Linked DNA regions of Pan troglodytes: region 1 is linked to region 2. A link is a contact called in public Hi-C data. All regions are on one chromosome and are shown on one strand. Each heading gives the region's core, a stretch centred on a gene start, on an enhancer-like site or on the middle of the called end of the contact. The rest is flanking DNA. Distances are from core to core; before and after follow the strand shown. Region 1 overlaps HIVEP3 (HIVEP zinc finger 3). Region 2 holds the start of HIVEP3 (HIVEP zinc finger 3).

Region 1 (7,124 bases), core at 2,321-4,820, 400 kb before region 2:
GACTCGGCCTGACCTGGAGACCATCTCCTGGTGGGCGAGTATCTGGGGAGGCCTGGGTCGGTGGTACCCTCGAGTTTGGAGAGCACATGTGCTCGAGGGGCCAGTTCTCTTCCCAGGGGGCAGAGGGTGAGAGGAGACAGCTGAAGTCTTGGAGACCCACAAGGGAGAGGGCCCATGCCCCTTCCTGGGTCCACGTGCAGGCCAGGTGGGCTTGGGGCTGAGGCCTGTGGTTCTCGGGCCGGGGAGCATCGCTGGGGAGATGAGTCGTTTTTGGTTAGCGAGTGTTTGCGGGCTAGTGGTGGACGGCTGCCTGCTTCTTTGCTTGGGGACCACGGTCTTCTTGGGGACACAGGCTTGTAGCTCAAGGCTGAGCCTGTGTCTTTCTCCACAGAGCCCAGAGGGGCCGGTCCCAGCCGGGGGAGGCCCAGCATGCTCTGGCTGGACATGGAGCAGCTGCTGGCTGTCAGGCGCTCAGCTTCCGAGACCGAGCTGCCTCGTGTAGCCTCCGTGCCAGAGGCGGGGGCATCTGGGGGCTGAGGGCCCAGGATGGGTGAGGAGTCTGCCCGCAGTGCATGTGGTGGGCCAGGCGGGGGCGCCTCTGAGGATGGTCTGGACAGCTCATCCTGGCTCTCCTCCTCATCCTCATCCTCGTCTTCGTCCAGGTCTGAGTCTGAGTCCGAGTCCTCCAGGTCTGAAAACTGGTGCTCCTCCACAGCCTCTGAACCCTCTCGTCCTTCCGAGTCCTGGAACAGGTCGTCACTGGTTCCTGAGGGCAAACACAGAAGACCCAAGGTCACAGTTGGGCCTTGGCCCCACTGCCCACACGGCTGCTCCTCTCTGAGCCCCAGTTTCCTTGCCTGCTGACTGGGCAAAATAGCCATCGCAAGGGCACAAGATTGTTGGGACAACCAAGAAACGTAACAGATATGGGAGCGCTTTGTAAATAATAGTGAACAATAATTCCCTTATGCCTAGAATGTGCAATGTTCAGTTCTGAGAACTTTAGGTATATTTATTCATTTAGACCTCAGAGAATCCTGTGAAGCTGGTACTGTTCTCATCCTCATGTTACAGATGAGGAAACTGAGGTAAGAGAAAGTAAGTAACTTGCCCATGGAAGACAGCAGTAGGGCTGGGATTGAGCCATAGCAAAGAAGACAGTCTTTGTTTGTTTGTTTGTTTGTTTTACTAGCATCTCAGTGCTGGCTTCACCATGGGCAACTTACCACCTTGCTCTGCTTGGTCTCCCCCTTTGTCGAATGAATGTGATGGTCTCACCTCACCAGGTTTTCTAGGAGGAGTAAAATGAAGGCCTGGCACATATTGAGGGCTTAAAAATAATTATAGCTACCATATTAATACATTAATGATGAAATCTGTTATTCCAGGACAGGGCAGTCACACTGGCTGGTCCAGCAGCACAGAGCCATCCATGGTCAGTGTACACACACATCTGCCACGGTGACCAGACTCCCGGTGGCTGGCACAATGGCATCTGGCAGGTGGCGGACTCTGGCCTCTGTGGGCGGCTTGGCTAAGCTGGCCTCAGGCTGCAGAGCAGGTCCCCATCCCAGCCACGCTCTTATCTGAGGAGCCACTGCCCTTTTGAAGTCCAGGCTGCCTCTAGCCTCGGGGCCCTCCCATTGCCTGCCAGCCCCAGCTCCACCCCATAGTTTTCGACCTACATGTGGCTGAATGCCCACTTTTGTCCACTTTGGACATCTGACTGCTGCATGTTGAGTGACTTGGAAGCAATTGTTCACAAGAGTAAACAAAAAACAAAATTGTGATACTTGTTTCAGATATTGTTGGACATTTAGGTCACTTGCACTCCTTAAACAGACTATAAGAATAATGACAGAGTTATTGAATAGAGTCTAAAAGTGGGGGTTAGGGCTCTGGAATACTAGCCTCCTGGTCTGATTCCTCTGGGATGACCCCAACCAGTCGGGTCACCTCTAACATGTCAGGAGTCTAGTTTGGGCATCTCTGAAATGGACAGCAATCCGGACGCTGGGGAGAGCTCCGCTAACATCTGGCCTGTTCGCTGGCCCATCACTAGACCATTGGAACCTGTTTCTGGTCTGCAGAGTGAGGTTGCTGACAGGTGGGTTGAACTGGCCAGCCAGCCCCATCGCTCACACATATCAGTACTGCACCCACCTGACCAGGAGGGCTGGCACAGAAACTGACTCAGGCCGCTGGGGCAGCTAGGCTTTGGCTCTCAACCATGCCCAGCTGCCCCGGGGCCAGAAAGCCCGGAACTAGCACTTCCAAGTCACTCAATATGCAGCAGTCAGATGTCCAAAGTGGACAAAAGTGGGCATTCAGCCGGATGTAGGTCAAAAGCTATGGGGTGGAGCTGGGGCTGGCAGGCAAAAGGAGGCCCCTGAGGCTAGAGGCAGGGTGATGAGACCAGAGGAGGAATGAAGGATTAGGATGACAGCAGGGCTGGGGATGGGGGTGAACTTTGTAGTTATGCCCCAGGCATTTACCTCCCTTGCCTAGGACTTTGGGAGGGGCCTAATTCAACACCCGTTCACCTGGCCCTGCCCCTCATTTACATACAGCAAAATCCAGGCACAGATGACCCAGTGAGAGCTGGTGGCTGAGTCTGAACTAAGGTTTACAGCCCTTGCATTATTACGCTGACAGTTTAAAAATGATGTGCTGCACTAAGAAGCAGGGAATGGTCGGGTTTGAATCTCAGCACTACCACTTCCTTGCTGTGTGACGTTGGATACTTTACTTTCTGTGTGTCTGGTTTCCTCATCTGTAAACTGGGTAGCAATAAAAGCACTCTAGGAGGCTGTTCAGAGGACTGTGAGGGTCTGGCACACAGTAAGTACCCAATAAACTTCAGCTCCTGTCATCCCATGATACCCTGTCCCCCCAGTCTCAGCAGGCAGGTAGCTGGGGTGGGATTGTCAGCATTTTGCAGATGAAGGTCACAGGGGTAGTGTTAGGAGTGAAGGAGAGTCAGGACCAGCGTCTCCTGATGTCCAGCAGGGAGGGCTCCTAAAGATCCTCTTTACTAATGTGGAAGTTGAGACCCAGTGGGGGTAATGGCCCGTCCTGGGCACTCAGTGCATGAATGCTGGAAGCCAAGAGTCCCCTGCCCAGCTCGGGGCTGGCCGGGCCCTCCACATCTGCGTTCCTGCAGGGCGCTGAGGAATGCCCCTGGCTGGGCGGCCCCTTCCCAGGGCCCTTGCAGGAGCGGCCCCGCCCCTGCTGGGATCCAGGCCAACGCTCCACAAATGAGAGAGCTTGAGCGCGCGGCGGGCGCCGCTGGGAGAGGCCACACGGTGGCGCTAGCGCCCAGCCTGGCCAGCACCATGGGCAGGGCCGGGGCGCCTCGCTCCTTCCAGGCAGTTCTCCCACGCGCCACCTCGCGTCCCACAGACACGAACTCATGCCCCTCGCCCCGGCATCTGTCTCGTCGCGGGAAGTGGAAACTCCATCCTTCAGTCTCTTGGGCCGTAATCCTTGGAGTCCTCCATGGCTCCTTTTCGTCCTTCCCCCTCCCTTCTGCCCCATATGGGGTCATCTGAGCCTGTGGGCTCTCCCTCCGGAACCTACCCAGAATCCCGCCGCTTTTCCACCTCCTGAGCACACCCGTGCTCCCCGCGCCCACGGCACAGGCCAGAGGACGCCCTGCCTCCCTCCTCCGCTCCAGGGCACCCCCCCATGCCCTTCAGCCCTCAGGCTCTAGCTCTCTCTGAACCGGCTGCCCCCGCGCCCAGCGGGCTCCAGCACGCGGGCCAAGCGCGGTGGCCCCCGGGGACCCCAGACCTGCTGCTCCCTCTGCAGGAGAGCTCCTCCCTGACCCCACGTGGCTCCTGACCCCGGTTCCTCCGGGTGGGTTCTCTGCTCACACCGCCCTGTCTAGCACAGCGGCCCTCCCCACGGGCCCCAGCCCTCACTTGGCTCTTCTGCTTTCTCTTTGGCTTCACAGGCAGGGCCCCTGCTCTACTCCACCATCGTTCCTTGCCCAGCTCCCCTGCCATGCCGACTGCCTGAGGGCAGGAGCTGTCTTATTTACTGCGGAACCCCCAGCACCCAGAACAGAGCCAGGCACAGAGACTGTGCCCAGTAATTACTTCTGGAATGAATGCATGGATTTCGTCCTCAGAAAAGTGGCTCTGAGCATCCTCGTTCGCTCCACTGGGAAAATGAGGCTGGGGCGGGGCAGGGACCTCGGGAGGGCTCTGGCTTAGGTTCAGGCTCCCCTGGTCCAGCCCACCAGGCAGTGGACTGGCATGCAGCCAGGGTTTTTGTGTGACCTTGGGCTATTTTTACCTGTCTGAGCTTTGACTTCCCTGACTTAACATGAGTGACACAAGTTTCTGCCACCTGTTTTGAGGACTCAATGAGACAACATGTGCATATGGCCCAGTGTATCCTTGACAAGCATAGTGAACCCCATTCTAGCTTTGGGGGGGAACAGCCCCAAGTTCACTGTGTTCTGCTCTATAAACATGACTTATCCCACCTAAAAGGAAATATGACTTAACTCTTTTTTGTAAGACCACAAATACATCCCCAAATTGGAAAAACAAAAACAGAACAAGACACACAGTGCGTGCATACACACTCCTCTCTGTCACACTCTAAGTCCTGGGGCTGATTTCAGGGAATCAGTATGCTTCCTGCTTTGCTTGGTGCTGGCGAGATGGCTCCAGCCTCCTTCTGTTGGAGGGACTGCCGTCCACCACCAAAGCCCCTCTGGCCACCTGCCTGACTGCTGAGGCTGGGCAGTGCTCAGCCAGACCCACTGGCTTCGACTCCTCTGCCCTGTCTTCTCAGAGACTGACTCTAAGATGCCTCCTGGGGATTGACCACCATGGCCGGGGTGTGTACGGGGATGGGGCTGGGAGGTGACAAGCGGCTGTCAGGTCTGGTTTGGGCTTTTTTGAAACTCTCCTAGCTCCAAAAGGCCCATGTGTCAGGCCCATGCCAGAGTGTGTAGGCAGGAGTGTGGGTGTGGAGCTTCGGAGAGTATGTGTCCCACAGTGTCACTATGAGGGGTTGGCTGGGATAATTCAGGGCATGCATTTAGAACCTGCCTGACACATAGTGGGCACTCAATCAACGTTGGCTGTAAGTTCTCTTGTGTGCATTTATTCAGTAAACATTCACTGAGTACCCATGGGTGCCAGGCGCTCCACCTGCATGGCAGATGGTAATGCATGATAGCTAGGGCTGCAGAGCAGCATGTGGGGAGGTGGCTCGATCATTCAGGGAATTTAACCTTTGTCTGATAATTGGGAGAACTGAAGGTGAAGCTATTGGAGGGAGAGAGGGGAGGAGGGGGAATGGGGCAAAGCAGACAGAAAGGAAGCAGGGAAGGCAAGCAGGAAAGGTGGAGGAGGACAGGGAAAGCGGACAAGGGGAAAGGGGACGGAGAAGGTTGGCAATTGTTACCTTCTTCGGCTTCCAGCTCCTCCAGCACCCCTGTCTCTTGGCACTTTTTGCTGTGGGCCTTCGACTTCATGTGCTTAGTCAGATTCCCTAGAAAGAAATGAGAATACTTAGGCTCTGCTATGGGGCAGGAGGCCAGGGCGGACCCAGGGCTCATGGAGGTAGCACCTGGCCGGCAGGCCATGGTTTCTCAGGCCAGTCAAGGCCCTGCCAGCTGCAGGGCTGGGCAGGAGCTGGGGTATCCCTCTGCCCCGGTGCTCAGGCCCAGAAGTGTAGCCACAGCTGCTGTTCAGGGCAGTGCACAGCAGCTAGGTGGGGTGGGCGAGGGCTGTGAGGGGACAGACAGTATAATGAGGAAGTGAGATGCTGGTTAAAAAACAAACAAAAAAGAAATTAAAAGACAACTCAAGTGCAATAGTTTTTTTTTTTGTTTTTTGTTTTTTTGCTTCTGATTTAAGTCTGGCCCTAGTAGCTGGTGACACTCATCAGGCAGGACTATTGGCCATCTCAAGTGTGGGATGACGTGGGAGGCTCCCATTGACCGGCATGACGGGTGAGGACTGAGCATGCCCTTCTGGCTGAGGACACCTCTAGGGCAGCTCACAGGGCAGAATTCTAAAGTGTAGGTAGAGAAACCAGGGCAAATTTAATATTAGGCATGGCGAGAGGGCAGAAGGTGAGAGTAGGGAAGTCTACTAGCCAGGGACTCAGGAGCCACAAGGCTGGGGGCCCAAGCTTGGTTTCCATAGGGAAGTCCCATTTCTGGGCCTTCAGTTTCCCCAGGCCAATCTACAGTGCAGACACAGGACCAGGGTGGTTCAGGGAAGGCCTGGGCAAGGCCTCTGTCCTGCTCCATGCCTACAAAGCCCTCAGAGGGGAGGCTGACTTTGCCCCAAGTTGTAGGTCCAGCCCACAAGCTGAAGAGTGGAGGCAGCAGCTCTGTGGAATCAGGGAACAGTAGCAACAGCTTCAGTTCCCCAACAGGTGCACAACATTTCGCAGGCCACACAGCTCTGTGGACAGGAGCGTTCTAGGAAGGACAGGCAGAGCATCCCAGCCTGCCCCAGAAGAACACAGGCCAGATGCCTCAGGATGTTCCTTTGGGCCCAGCAGCTACTCCCAAACCGTGATGTGCTCACTGTTGCCCTGGGGATGGCTATATTTCCATATGGTCATTAACATCATAAGTCATAAGTTCCCTGAGTCAGGTGCTCTGTCCCATTAGTCTAATGAATTGTTAAGTTTGAATGGATGGATAGAGGAGAGAAGAATGGGAAGAGCTAAGCCTCCTGGAGTGGATGAATAGAGTGATTGGTGCGTGGATAGATAAAGTGGATAAAGGAAATATAAAGAGAATGAAGAACAGGAAGAGGATAGACAGAAGGATGGAACGCTAGATGAGCAGATAAGGAGATGAATAGGCAGACGGAGGATAGGTGAGTAGATGAAAACAAATGGAAGGATAGATGGAGAATGGGTCAATAAACAGATGAGATGATGGAGAGCTGGATGGGAGGACAGAGACGTGGATGAATGGAAGAATGGAAGAATGGCTGGTTGGATGGATGAATGGATACATGCACTATTACATGCATGAGAGTACAGACAGAAGGATGAAAGAATGGGAAGTTGGATGGGTGGGAGGACAAATGGGAGAATGGTAGGAACAGATAGGATGAGCAGATAAATGAACAGGAAAACAA
Region 2 (6,546 bases), core at 339-2,838:
TTAACAAAACCGAAGCACTCCAGGTAGCCAGTGGGCACCTGGCTGCTGTGGTTACAATGCCAAGGGCTACCAGAAACGTCAGCGTATACCAGAAAGAGGGCCAGGGTGCTGCTCACCCAGCGACCAGATCTGCAGACCCTCTTCCTGCAACCACTGCCCCCGAAGTTCAAGGAAGGGCCTAGCCACAGAAATATTCCTGACCTGCAACAGAAACCAAACCAGCTACGTTAAAGGAAACCAATGCCGAGCCTCCAAGTTCCTCTGCACCACTGCCACACTCAGGAGTCCTCAGCAGCCTGGACAATATCATTAGGGACCATTCGGCACCATCAGTGTTTCCATTTAAAAGATAGTAAAATGTGGGGCATAACTTGGAGGGGACACTCTCTCTGCTAGCAGGGAGGCAAGAATCCCCTATAGAATAGGAGTTTGGTTTGGGTTTGGTTGGGTCAGGTTGGGGGTTGGGAGATGATTTTGCTTTAGGAATATTTTCAGGGGGCTAGGATTAAGGGGGAAAAAGAAAGCTATCCCCTCTGTCTCAGCAGTCAGCATCATACGAATCTCACTCTCAACCAAGCAGGCTACTGCAGTCCGCCTAAACAATCCGGAGCAGCAGCCAAGGCAGCACAAGAAAACGCAGGTGCCACGGAACACGATGCCTAAGCCCCCCAGCCGAGGCTCCTATGGAGCCGGCCGCCAGTGCGCGGGTGCAGAGCCCAGCAGAGCCTGCTGCAAGCAGCGCTGGAGCGCACGGCGCGCATAGGGTTACAGCCCCGCCGCCGCCGCCGCCGCCGCCGCCTGTGATTGACGCGCGGGGGTCACTTGAGGCTCGCGCCGCTCCCCAGCACCAGGCCGAGCAGCGCGCTCAGCCCACCGGGGGCACTGGCCGCCACGCGCAGCCCACCCGGCCGGCCCCTGCGTCTCGGCAGCCGGACACCTTGCCTAAGAAAGGCATACACAAAATGGAATCGCAGCTCGCTATTCTGCTTCTCGGTGCGGCCTCAGGCGAAAACACAATCACAAGGTAAAATACAGCGCAAGGAATCCATCCGCCGAATAAAAACCCAGAGTCCCCTACCTTCGGCCTTGGGATGGCAAACTGGTCCTGTGTTCTCTGACCCACGGATCCAGCCCCTTCTTCATGAATTATTCCGGCCAGGCAGGATTTTGTGCATTTTTTTCATGAACACCTGTTTCAAGTAAGGGGTAAAGACCTTATTGAAAGAATTGTCCTTAAAAAATAACCTGTGCATACGTATGTCCATCCAGGCATGCATGCGTGTTTGTATACACACATATGCACACGGAATAGCCATGTACATTGAAGCACCAAACTAGGCAGTTGGATAATGGGAGAGTCGGCTGGTTGTGAGCATGCTCGCGCCGGGAACAGATCCACCCTCTGTTATTCCTCTGAATAAATATAAATCACGATCAGAAACCCAAACAGAAGCATCCCTCTTGAATTCGTGCTGCTGAAAAACACGGAATAAATTCAGCCTGCAGACACAGAATCTAATCAGCAGCTGTTTTCTGAATCCAGAGCCAACCCATGCCTCGCTTGTCTTTTCCACTAGGAGTCCAGACCTTTTTTGAAAGGGGTTTTAACCTTTTAAAGACACAGTACACCAATTATCACTTAGGAATAGCTGTCACTCCCAGCGCAGGAAGCCAGTCCCATGCCTAAAGGCACAGTAGGCTTGCACACAGTGATAAGGATTTCATTTATTGGTGCTTTTTAAAAAACAACATATATGTATAATATATGTGCATATATATGCACATATGTATAATATATGTGCATATATATGCACATATGTATAATATATGTGCATATATATGCACATATATATCCACACATTATATATATATACGTGGAGAAAAAATGCAAATGCAAGTCATAAATATTTATTGCACTGATGAGCTTCTCAGTGACTAATCGGCACGTTATGTAAACACTATGATCCTTCACTTCTGAACACCCATGTTCACGGGTCAGACGAGACAGGGCACTCTTGTCAGCAAGCGTGTCACACCTCACCAGCCTCTGGCTGCAGATCAGGGGCCAGGGAGCCTCAACAGTGGCTGAAGGGAGTGGGGTCTCTGCACCTGAGAGCTCAACACGGGCACTCCTTGCCCTGCCCTGCCTTGCTGTGCAGTCTCAGGGTCCATGTCCACAAATCAAAGAATAGCTCTGGCACTATTTCTAAAGTCGAACATAATCCAGAGCCACATCGCATTCCAAGACATACTTTCTTTCAACCAGAATCAGGAATCAGAACTACCACCTGAACCTTAGTTAGAGTCTTTACGATTCAGACTTAGGCCTTTCTTCAAGATTTTGTTATTGAGTTCTGTTGTTTTGTTTTTCACTTTTCTTTTAAGGGTGAGCATGGAGGTATGGAGGTAGAAAAACAGGGTAGGGGGAGAGACAACCTCCAGCCTAAATTTTTTTGAAAAAAATTATTCTTCGAGTACTTCAGCCACTCAGATGGTGTTTACTGCAGTTTTGTTCTGGCTTTTAAAGAGGTAGCGCTGAGAAGAAACAAGAGTCCTAACCTTGCTCACGTGTGATAAGAAGGCAAATGTCTTTGACAGTTTCTTTTTCACCCCAGCCCCAGAGCTCCAGCATGGCGCTGTCTGCTCCTCCGCTGGTTCCCGCCTAAGAGCAGCGGCAGTGGCTCACCTTGGGAGCTACAGGGGCGCTCCTACAGCCGCTCCAGCATCACAGCCCATACCCTCCCTTGCCTAGTCCTGCCAGGCAAACCGTGAAAACAAGTGCACTGTCACCCTCCCACCTCATCACAGGCGCTCCTGTGTGGACCCCTCCCAGCGACACACACACACTCTCTTCCTTCCCCTCTTCCAGGGCCCTTTGGCAGAAAATTATCATATTTCATGTGTCATCGCCCAAGCAAGCTGGGTCCATCACTGATTGGCTGGGCCCTAGCAGCCGGAAATGTCACCAGCCACACAGCGTGGAGCTGGCTCTCCCGCAGCCACCACAGACCTGAGCCCAGGAGGCTCTGTGACAAGGCACAGACCTACCACAGAGAGCCTGTCACTCTCTCCCTGGTCCAGCCCCTGCCCCCCCCCCCCGCTTCTCCATCTACCCAGCCCCCCCGGGGAATAGGGGCTGCGAGGGGATGGTGAAGGAGTCTCAGTGACATTCCTATTTTCCCAGCATGTTTGAGAAGAAACTAAAGATGTCTCCAATCAGGTTTATAAATTTGGAGAACTTGTTTTTGACAAAAACATTCTGTCTTCACACTAAAAAAAATCAGTAAGACTGAGTGAAAACAAGATGGTTTTTTTTTTGTTTTTTTTTGTTTGTTTGTTTGTTTTTTACCCCAGGAGAGTTTACTAGATGCTGCTGTTTATTTCCCATCTAACATCTCAGGCACCAAGGTATAATCATGTCACAGGGCTGTCCGATAATTCAGAAGGTGATTCGAGTCCATCCTCTTACCTTTAAAGAGAACAGCTCCAGAAAATGAGGCTTTGTAACTTGGCTTTGCAATGTATCATGATGCCACACAACTTTTTAAGGGTTAAATGATCTTTGTAGTGACCAATATGAATCACTTTAGCTGTAATTTAATCTTAGTCCCTCCTGCTGTATCTTCAGGAGGCTTAGTGTGACTCACCATTTAAGTCTCACCTTATTCTGTCCTCCTGAGTAAACTAAACTCTATCTCTCTGTCCTTTTCAGTAAAAGTTTTTCTCAACCCTTTAATTATGCTGCTTTAAAGAAAAAGCCTCCCAGAGTTACATGAGGCTGGAAGGTCATTTGGTCCATCTATCCATATGATGTGTCAGAACTCTCCACTATTTCCATACCGGGGCTTTTGGTTTGGGGAATGGTAAATTCACTGGCAATGCTGGGAACCAGGGAAAGATGCCATCAATAAAGCAGACATTTTGAATAATATGGGAAGATACAAAGTAGATAGGACATGGGAGGAAAAACTAATTAGTACTGATAAACTCATGATTCTGCAAAGACCCTGATATGGTTTGGCTGTGTCCCCACCCAAATCTCATCTTGAATTGTAGTTCCCATAATCCCCACATGTCATGGGAAGGACCTGGTGGGAGGTAATTGAATCATGGAGGCAGGTTTTTCTCATGCTGTTCTTGTGATAGTGAATAAGTCTCATGAGATCTGATGGTTTTATAAAGGGTAGTTCCCTTGCACATGCTCTCTTGCCTGCCACCATGTAAGATGTGCCTCTGCTCCTCCTTCACCTCCGCCATGATTGTATGGCTTCTCCAGCCATGTGGAACTGTGAGTCCATTAAACCTCTTTTTCTTTATAAATTGCCTGGTCTCAGGTATGTCTTTATTAGCAGTGTAAGAACCGACTAATACAGACCCCTAAGAAGTAACTGTACAGGTTTCCAGAAAACAGTCTTGGAAAATCCCAAACTCAGAGAATCAGGATTGGAGGAGAATCATAGGCAGCAGTTTAAAGGCAAATTAAGGGACATCAGGAACATGGTCAGTTTCTCCACACAGAATGGCTGGACACAGAAATAGGTCCACAGCTTCTTTGGAAAGTGAGAGGTTTGTTCCAAATATAATAGAAGCCAAAGGTTGAATAGGGGCAGGATATCAGCTCCTTTTGAAATGCCACTGCCCTTCCCAAAAAAGTGCGCACACACACACACCACACACACACACACCACATGCACACAAAAGAGATTTTAAAAATCAGATAAAATATAAGATATAACAGAGAGATCCAGAATATCCAATCAATATTAGCCTAATAGGAGTTCCAGATGGAGGCATCATTAATGAAGAAGAAATCAATAATCAAGGAAATAACAGAAGAACATTTCCTTAACCTGAAGAAAGTCTTTAGGCCTTAGATCAAATGCTGTGCTAGGCAGCAGGACTACTGAAAGAATACACACTTCCAGATGTACTCTGATACTCCAAGAGCAAAGACAAACAATGACAAGCTTCCTCATAAAGGAGAAAAATCAGGTTGCTTAAAAGGAAAGAAAATCAGACTAATACCATACTTCTCATCTGTAACACTATGCTAAAAGACACTGGTATAATTTCTGTAGAATTCTAAGGGAACATTATTACAATTTAAGAATTCTACCAGCTGCCAAACTATAATTTCTCTTATGCAATGAAAAAGAAAGGTATGTTCAAAGACACAGAAATTATATCACCCAAACACCCTTTATTAAAAAAAATTTAAGGTTACTTGAAGATCTCTTCCAGCTGAGGAACAAATAAGGCAGGATAACAAATTCAAGAAAGGAAAAGATATGTTATATAAAAAATGTAATGAATAAAGCCAATAAAATATGTGGTCAAATATAAAAATAATTGAGAATATAGTTGTAAAATTTAATTGTTAGAAGTCTTGAAAGATAAGAGTATAAGTACATTTATTCCAGATTTGAATTCACATCTATATCTATCTCTTACATATATGTGTCTGGAATTAAACTTCCATATAATTATAACAAAAAAATAGAAAATCTCAATGGAAACAGGTAAAAATCACTAAAAAAGGAAGAAGGAAGGAGGGAAGGAAGGAAGGAAGGAAGGAAGGGAAGGAAGGAAGGAAGGAAGGGAAGGAAGGGAAGAGAGAGATAAAGAAAAGGAAAGAAAGAGAGGATTGTTATGGCAGGCCAATAATTCCATCTGTTTCCTCTTCTTCCCAAGACCACATTAAAATGAAAATAAGGATTTTTTTTAGGTTGAAATAGATGATGACAAAACAAAAACAGTAAAAGAGTCATTGATCAAAAAAATTCACAAAGAATAATAAAGGAGGACAATTCATCAGTTAGAAATATATACTTTAATGCTACAGTAAACAAAATGGCATAGTACAAATACAGAAACCTACAAAGTGGATTGATGGAAGTCAAGAAACAAATTTAGCTATAATGGTTACTACATGGTAGTTAAGTAATAAAAACTGAATTTTAAATCAGTGGAGGAAAGAATGTGTTATTCAATAAATAGTGTTGGACTGTGGCTATGTATTTGAAAAAATATAAGTTTTACCTCTAACTGATATCTTGTTAAAAATATATTCTATTTTCATATAGGAAATTCTGCCATTTGTGAAAACACGGATAAACCTAGAGGACATTATGTTAAGTGAATTAAGCCAGGCACAGAGAAACAAATACTGTGTGAGCTTACTTATAAGTGGAATCTTAAAAAGTCAAACTCATAGGAGTAGAGAGTAGAATGGTGGTACCAGAGGCTGGAGGAGGTGGCGGGGGTGAAGGGAAAGGAGCGACATTGGCCAATGGGAACAAAGTTTCAGTTATATAGGAGGAATAAGTTCTGGTGCCCTACTGTACAGCATGGTGACTACAGTTAATAATAATAATGTCCTGTATATTTCAAAATAGCTAAAAGAGAAGATTTTAAATGTTCTCACCACAAAGAAAGGGTAAATATGAGGTGATTAATATGCTAATTAGCCTGATTTGGTCATTCCATAATGTACACTATGCATATATTGATACATCACATTGTACCCATAAATATATACAAGTGTTT

What was found. Hi-C and Micro-C count contacts between places; a contact is called where the count stands out from the background.
Region 1: a contact with region 2 is called in a Hi-C map of stem cell-derived neural progenitor cells, with 2.3 times the contacts expected there. The contact joins the enhancer-like site here to the promoter of HIVEP3 in region 2. A contact is called at or near these places in 1 of 7 Hi-C or Micro-C datasets (stem cell-derived neural progenitor cells) and 1 of 1 datasets of contacts at active chromatin or transcription factors (stem cell-derived excitatory neurons).

The regions. Positions count from the first base shown.
Region 1 is chr1:189,448,982-189,456,105 of NHGRI_mPanTro3-v2.0_pri, reverse strand. It overlaps HIVEP3 (HIVEP zinc finger 3), which reads right to left. Exons shown (of 9, transcript XM_054665933.2): 7 at 5,425-5,511; 8 at 1-766. Among named protein-coding and RNA genes, the nearest start is that of EDN2, 31 kb to the left of the region's middle. Within about 2 kb of position 3,570, at least 11 of the 24 cell types and tissues checked have an H3K27ac peak or open chromatin away from gene starts, as enhancers often do. A contact at or near this core is called in stem cell-derived neural progenitor cells, where this site is marked.
Region 2 is chr1:189,045,871-189,052,416 of NHGRI_mPanTro3-v2.0_pri, reverse strand. It overlaps HIVEP3 (HIVEP zinc finger 3), which reads right to left and starts at 1,588. Exons shown (of 9, transcript XM_054665933.2): 1 at 1,079-1,588.